2 separate regions of the Mus musculus genome follow, and region 2 is linked to region 1. Evidence: chromatin contacts called from public Hi-C data. All regions are on one chromosome and are shown on one strand. The core of a region is the stretch at or near the end of the contact, and the rest is flanking DNA. Distances in the headings are between cores, read along the strand shown.

Region 1 (3,900 bases), core at 863-3,362:
CTATCTGAGTGGTCTCAGAAGAAACCAGACTCTATCCCTAACTTAATCTAGATTTATAACTTGGTCTGGAACATGTAGCCTCAAGAATTGTAAAGCAGTAAGCTTCTGTCATCTAAGACATGCGTGTTGCATCACGATGGCATCCCTAGTAATCCAGTACAGCTGAATTTAAGAAGAGAATCTTTAACACATTTAAAAGGAGAGATATAATGGCTCTCTTGTTCTCTCTCTCTAAAAGCCTCATTAGTAGTAAGAATGTATTTGGTGCTGTTGTATACATTCCTCCAGGGGGAACAGGGAAACATGTGAGCATTTTTCTGAGCATTTACATCTCAGGCAGGTGCAGTTTTGTTCTAGTGTATGACTTCAACCCCTGGAATGAGTCTTCCTACTTCACTACTATTCTCAGATGATCCAACTAAGCCAATCTTGAGATTCCTTGGTATTCTTCCATTGTATGCCAAACAGAACTCGAGGGGAGGGTCTATTTCAAGTTTGACCAAATGGTGGTGTTATGGGTTGAGCATGTCCTACGTTCTCCTTTCCCCTGTCCAAGCATGCTTTAGTTGCATTAGCTAGCATCTTTAAAAGGGCAAGAGAAACACACACACACACACACACACACACACACACACACACACACACGAGAATAAGAGACAGAGACAGAGACAGAGACAGAGAGATATACAGTCAGGGAGAGAGACAGAGAGAGATATACAGAAGAGAGAGAGAGAGAGAGAGAGAGAGAGAGAGAGAGAGAGAGAGGACCCTTTTGCTGGTATCACATCCCTGAGTGTTAGTCCTCACTAAGTGTACTGTCTATATCACAGAGATCAGACCTGTGGAGAGACAAGAGCAGGGAGAGGGAAGATGTTGCCATAGACAGCTTAACCTTCTTCTGCCACCATTAAGATTTGTTCGTGGAAAGAACAGGAATATTGTGGTTATTTTTTCATGGTAAGAGTTAAGAATGGCTGCTTGGCACTACTTTGACAATTTAAACATCCAGGGGCAGCCGAGCCAAATAAGCATCTGTATTTGAACTAAGAAACTGTATCATCATTTCCATTTTTTGACCTTGGCCAAAAGTTCCTTGGATGATGCAGGGTAACTCATGTGAAGACATACTCAAGTCCGGAGAATACACGGAAGCTGTTTGAGACTCAGGCTTCGAACCAACTCAACTGCTCCTGTCATCATACTGAACATTTTGTCATGACCTTCTTTTCTCTGGGAAACTTTCATCCCACTCTATGAATTTCAGACAGTTTATTTTCTCTTGTGCTTCTCCCCCCCCACGCCCCCCACACATTGGTTTTAAAAGAATTCATCAAATAACTTTCTTTGCATTGAATTAGCTTTGATATGATTCTTGCTGATCTTTCATTAGGCTTAACTGTAGCTTCTGGGACATTTGTTCATATTTTCATAAGAGGGATGTCAGCCAGTTGTCACCATGTGATGATGGGGATGAGTGTAGCAGGGGACTGAACTATGAAAAATGAAGATAGTAAGTGTTGCTATTTACACTGAGAGACAAGGAGAATACTTGTTCAAATATTGAAAGACACATAATGAGTAAAAGATGTTAGTGTTTCTCTAGATTTCAAAGTTAGAATGGCAAATGGAAAATACACGGAAGTTGGTTTAGTCTCAGTATAATTTAAAGAACCAATTTGAGCTATTAATATGTAATAGTCTTTCCATTTTCTAGTAGGTCACGGCAGGCTGGTTTCTCTGTTGCAGTACCCAGAACAACAAAGACAAATTAGTTCTTTTTCTCAGAGCTGTGGGAAGAACCAGGACCTGGTGAACTAAACTACAGATCGGAGGCCTTCTGTTGATTCTCCTCTCTCGTTCCCTGGGGCACTTGCTGGCTGTGTGTGTGTGTGTGTGTGTGTGTGTGTGTGTGTGTGCTTGCTTGCTCTGAGCTCTGAGGATTGGACGTGGCCCAGGCTGAATGTATCTCCTGGGAGTCAGGAAAGCCAGCAACACTTGTACTGATTGTTCAGGGTTAAGATAGCAAACTGGAGATCCGCGGCATCTAAAGCACAGTCAGCTCTCTCCACTGGATGCTTGCTGTGTCCTCGGGCTGCACAGGAAGCTCCAGGCCTGGGCTGAATGATTCAGCAAAGCAGAGGGAAAAACCTCAGCAGGCTTCTGGGAGGAAACAAACCAGAGAAGCTGGCAGCAGGGAACAGGGAAAAGAGAACTTCAAATGCAGTCTGAACTCTCTCCAAGATCTCAACAACCTCTTTGTGGGCACATGGGTAGGGTAAGAAGTCAAACATTTCTGACACACAGAGAGAGAAGGGGAAGGAAAGGGTAACAGGAGAGGAGAGGAGCGGGAGGGGGAGGGGGAAGGGGAAGGGGGAGGGGAGGGGAAGGGGGAAGGGGAAGGGGAGGGGAAGGGAGGGGAAGGGGGAAGAGGAAGGGGAGGGGAAGGGAGGGGAAGGGGGAAGGAGAGGAGAGGAGAGGAGAGGAGAGGAGAGGAGAGGAGAGGAGAGGAGAGGAGAGGAGAGGAGAGGAGAGGAGAGGAGAGAGCGGTTACTTCTTTCCCATCAGAAGATAAAGGAGATAAAGACATACCAAGAGTTCAATTAAGATTCAGGGATTGTCACAGATTATAAATAGAGGAAAACAAACACCAGAGGACACCCTAAAAATGCAGCCTAGCCCCAGTCCCACAGACTCCCTGGGCTCTCAAGTACTATTCTGACAGGAGACCCCTACTCTGGTTGGAAGATCCAGTGCTGCTTCTGTGCCATCTCCATTGTGTAGTAAGAACAATTAGACAGACAGAAGGTAAAGCAGAGAGAATGCAGCAGGGGAAGCAGATGTGAAAGACAGACAGTAGGAAGGGGCTCGGAGATGCCTGTGACGCCTTCACATGATCAAGGGAAGAGGAAAATGGTCTCAGATGATCATCCTAAATTTAGAATCCACACAAAACAACCAATCAGGTAGTTCTTGAATTGAATGAAGCTGTGGTTAATGAAGTGTGGTGAGGTTAAGCACAGCAGAGTATTTGATTAGCAAACTGGAAAATATTAAGATTAAAGCATGGGGTGGGGAATGAGGTATTGTATCAAAGACATTAGGTTAGATAAAAGGTTTAAGAAGATGTGAAAATAAATCTCCCCAACAAGAGTCTAGAACGCATGGTTTGAAGAGTTCAATAGAGGAAATTTCCAAAATTTCCCCCAAAGATGCCCATATAAATAGATTGCATACACTTAACAAACTATAGCAGGATAAATACAGTGTAAACATTCTAAAGTGTGTCCCACCAAAGCCATTGAGGTTAGATGATAAGGAGCTCTTCGTGATGGTCAGAGCAAAGGGGGCTCATTCACTTCAATGATCAGGAATCAGAAAAAGAATTAACTTTTCTTGGAATGGAAGATGATGAATTAAGTATTGAGTGTTCAAAGAGACTTAACTGCCAGCTCTGCTAAAATGTGTCCAGGGAATCTCTATACTTCCAGAACGTAGAAAGAGAGGCTTATGAGAAGGCTTAGGAGGTCCGTGCTTGCCATGTAAGCATGAAGGCCAGACTTCAAATCCCTTGAACCCATGTAAAACTTGGTCCATGTGAGTCCCCTTCACAAGCAGAGCAGGGATTGAATCTGACTCTGTTGCCTCTCTTTTGGATCCCTTTCTCCTAGCTGGACTGCCTTGCCTGGCCTCAGTGGGAGAGGATGCACTTAGTCCTGCCTGAGACTTGATGTGCCACAGTGGGTTGGTACCCATCGGGGAGGGCTTCCCTTCTTAGAGTGGAAGGGGAAAAGGGGTGGGAAGAGAGATGTGTGAGGGTGGAACTGGAAGGAGAGGAGGGAGGGAGGCTTAGATCCAGGTGTAAAGTGAATAAATACATAAAGGGGAAAATCATATGACTCC
Region 2 (3,900 bases), core at 806-3,305, 86 kb after region 1:
AAGAAGCAGAGGATGTAATGCATTCAGAGATGCTGCATGGATCCTAGCTCGCAAGAAACACCCAGGTGTTCACTATTAATTTCATCTTTATTATTGTACAGCTGTGCGTGATAAATGTCTTTTTTTTTCCCTCAGGAAGTCAACATTCACAGTAAAATTTTAGCAGGGCGAGTTTACTGTCAGACTTTTCATTGTTTTACCAGAAACACTTAAAGAGTAAATATTAGCTTATTAGCAAGCAAAGGGGTATGAAGTAGAAATCAGTAAGGTATACATTAAATCATGCTACGCTTTGCTTCTGTTTATATCTTAAGCAGCTGTGTGTTCAAGAGTAGTGAGATAACTCTTTTACTTCTTTAGGCAATTCAGATCTATTGGAGTTATTTTCCCTGGGTTTCACCATGGTGTCCCTAAGGCTGTTTGTTTGTTGACTATGACTGGAGTTGCTTCTCCTTCACAGCCTTTGCTGCTGGCACACACTTTGGGGCTTCAAGTACCAGGATCTCTTTTATCTGCTTCCTTCACCTCACTCTATTTCCTGATGGATCATTCAAAGATCATTTAACCCTGTTTCTCATATCCGTTTATAGGAAAACATTGCAGCCTCTGAGGAGTTCTTGTTCCTGGATGTGTGTATCCTGGGCTGCCTGTCGGATGGACTGGTCCAGAATGAGCAGGGGCACCAGGGGAGGTGGAATGTGCAAAGAGCACCTCTGTTCCCATTATACATTTTGTCCTTAGGGAACTGAAATCAAGTTTCTCTAGAGGGCATAGGTTCTGCTTCCAAATTACTTCTTGAGAGGACCAAGAGAGACAGAAAACATTCATTTAGCATTCTCAGGCATGTGCAGGGAATGTGTGCCTATCAATAAAGGAAAGCTAATTAAAACCCAGTCCAAGAGTCAATCCAGAGGGTGTTTGAAGGAAGGGAAGTGACACACTTTCTTGATGTGCCCAAGACAGTTATGGGATAAGCTACGGAACACAAAGGTAAAAATTGCTCATATTTAGTGGTGTCTAGTGAAGGGTCCTGTATTTTTGATGGGAAAACTCAATCTCAATCAATCAATCAATCAATCAAACAACAACACAACCACAAGCAAACAAATAGAGAGATTCTATAGGTACAGTCGTAGTATTTTTCTAGAGTTTTCAGAGACAAGAAGTTAATCACTTCCATCTACTTATCCTGATATGGAGTCATCTGTCCCATCGCTTAAACCCGGTAAGTCAGCCAATACAGGGGTCCATTATTGTTTCCATACATTATGCTGCTATGGACATTTCTAATTTAAAATGTAATCTGCACTTCATCACTACTCTCTATTAAGCCCTCACGCCTATTTCCCCCTTTGCGGTCTCCCCTGAAAAGCAGAAGCTCAGAATTACTTGCTGTAGGTCATGCTCACCGACCCATGCGCTCCACTACTTGCGATGCTTTGCTGTTGTTTCTGCTTTGGGCCAGAGCCTGGTTTGCAGAACAGAGCCCTTAGCATTTTCTTGCTTATTGGGACTGTCTGAAATGAATGTTAACTGCAGCTCAGAAGAGAGCTATAGCACACTCATCACGAACCACCCTCACATATGCAGCTCTGCCACGCACCCTGTCTCCCTCCCCTCTTCCTCTGCTTCCATCTGGAAGGGCCTGTACAAAACCCACTGGAGCCTAAACACAGCTACATTAGCCGGGGACGCCTCTGGTTCAGTCACCAGGAAGAGATCTCATTGGCATGATGTGCCAGGGTACCCCGCCAGGTCCAGACTCTTGTCTAGTACAGAGATGAGGATCTCAGAAGGTGCTTGGATTGGAAAGGAGTCTGAGGCGGCCAGAGTATCTATCTTACTGCAGAGTGTGCTGATCCCATAGACACTGCAGCGTCTTGAAAAATAATAAAAAAATATTTTGCTCATTAACTTTTTAAGTCATGCTGGCCTGGCGAAATCAATATAACATGTTGTAATTGATTCATGGAATGAAAAAGCCGGGCCTGACTGGTGAACTCTGCAGTTGGCTGCTCCAGGCACCAGGTCCTTGTTCTCATTAGCGCACTTCCTTTAGCACTGCCTGAGCCAAGGGCGCAGTCGGAGCTGGAAGGCTCCAGTCCTCTGCAGACAGGCTGTTTGAGACGTAGCTTGCATCGTCTCCCTGGGGTCTTATGCTTTCCCTCTGTCTCTGTTCCCATTCAGGTCAGCTGAAGGACTTCAGCCTCTTCCTCATGGTCCCTGACGACCTCAGAACAGCTTCCCGGGGCCGCAAGCCTCCATTTACACCAATCACTTGACATTTTAATCTATGTGCTCCCTCCTCCTTCTCTCACCTTTTCCTTCTTCCCTCAGCCTGTCTTATTCCATCTGTCCCATCTTCTCATCGATCTCTCTCATTCTGCTTTTTTTCCCCTATAACCTCACAAGGTGAACCTTTATTTTCCTATTTTGTCCTTTTAAAATTCAGAGCCTAACTCTTTCATCCCCAAGACAATATTTTATGTTTCTTTGCCAACCCCTGCTAAATTATGTTCGTGCATTACCCTTAAAAACGGAGGTGACTCGTATATAAACTGAGCTGGGCTCTGTGACTTTGCATCCAGCTATTTTCTCAGGGATCATGGAAGAGAAGTGTATCCCCAGAACATTGAAGGGTTTATTCTTTCTCGATGGGTTCCTGTCTATTTAAAGCACTGTGCATGCAGCCCCCTTGGCCCCTCACTTAAGATAGAAGGAGCTGTTCTCAAACTGTCAAAAGTGACCAAGAGCAATCACAGCATCTAGGAACACATTGCCGAGACCAATAGACAACTTTACTCATATTCACGTGGATTTCATCTTCTTTTTGTTCTTTTGATGGTAGCCACTTCAGGAGCAAGAAAGTGGTAAGAATTACAGAACACTGCATCCGGGAGTGATCAATAGTGTTCTTACTGCCTAGGTGGCTGGAGGCTCTTGGAATTTCTCCACACGGGGCCCTGTTTATTGCAGCTCATGCCGCACACACACGGTACAGCAGTTTTTTACTGAGCTGAATGTTTTTCATCTATCTTAAATCTTGCATAATATTGCACCAGCACTGGACATTACTGTCACTTTAGGATGTGCAACATTGTACCAAAAATTAACCACCGATGCCATATTAAAACAGCTGCAGGGTTCAATTTAGCTACAGCCGGAAGAAAATGTTATGCTATGGAAGTTGGCCAGAATTGCGGCATAGCTATGCTATAAATGAGGAGAAGAAAGGAATTGAGGTCAAGCTGCCAAAAAAAGATAGAAATGGGAGCCAGGGAGCGTAATTCATACGGTCAATGGCAATTCAAAAGGACTCAGATCCATGAAGTATGTGCCTGGGTGAGCAGATGCAGGGTTGTAGCAGGGGGGAATCTCATCAGATTGGAAATTAGAGATACAAATGAAGGTAGAAAGAAAACACCTACCTATAGATGTGATTCACCATAGTGATTCATCTTTGGGACTCACTATATCGACTGCGGAACGTATCGCTAGAAAAACTAGGGATGCTTGAAATCAATTTTGAGAAGTACATTCCAATGTTCAAGGAGCGGCTGCAAAGCAAGGCTGTTAAAAATGCAAGGCTGTCTGGAACCCCCCTGGAGCCCAAGCTGCCCTCTGAGAATGGGCCGCCATGAGATACAACAGTTGTCATTTGAAGGTAAACTGTTGGAGAGTTCTGTTGGTACACCTTTGTAGTGAACACCAACGTGGCAACATTTCCCTTTCCACGGAATCGTGGGCTTCTGAGGTTCTCATTAACGGTGGTGGGACCATCTGTCTCTTTGCTATTTATTTGGCTCATTCAGTCACAGGTGGGTAGGATGGCCCCGATAGGCTTTATTCTCATTCAATTCCGACGCCAGCTCTGGGAAACAGCAAGGGTCCATGACAGCT

Evidence for each region. A called contact is a pair of places that touch in the nucleus more often than the background predicts.
Region 2: a contact with region 1 is called in a Hi-C map of cerebral cortex, with 1.9 times the contacts expected there. The contact joins two enhancer-like sites. A contact is called at or near these places in 1 of 15 datasets of contacts at CTCF or cohesin (the NIH/3T3 cell line) and 4 of 484 Hi-C or Micro-C datasets (cerebellum, cerebral cortex, forebrain and 1 more).

What each region holds. Positions count from the first base shown.
Region 1 is chr10:63,952,514-63,956,413 of GRCm38.p6, forward strand. All of the region lies in intron 7 of Ctnna3 (catenin (cadherin associated protein), alpha 3), which reads left to right. The region is part of intron 2 of Lrrtm3 (leucine rich repeat transmembrane neuronal 3); the gene reads right to left. Among named protein-coding and RNA genes, the nearest start is that of Lrrtm3, 140 kb to the right of the region's middle. Within about 2 kb of position 2,113, at least 68 of the 459 cell types and tissues checked have an H3K27ac peak or open chromatin away from gene starts, as enhancers often do. A contact at or near this core is called in cerebral cortex, where this site is marked.
Region 2 is chr10:64,038,261-64,042,160 of GRCm38.p6, forward strand. All of the region lies in intron 7 of Ctnna3 (catenin (cadherin associated protein), alpha 3), which reads left to right. The region is part of intron 2 of Lrrtm3 (leucine rich repeat transmembrane neuronal 3); the gene reads right to left. Among named protein-coding and RNA genes, the nearest start is that of Lrrtm3, 50 kb to the right of the region's middle. Within about 2 kb of position 2,056, at least 35 of the 459 cell types and tissues checked have an H3K27ac peak or open chromatin away from gene starts, as enhancers often do. A contact at or near this core is called in cerebral cortex, where this site is marked.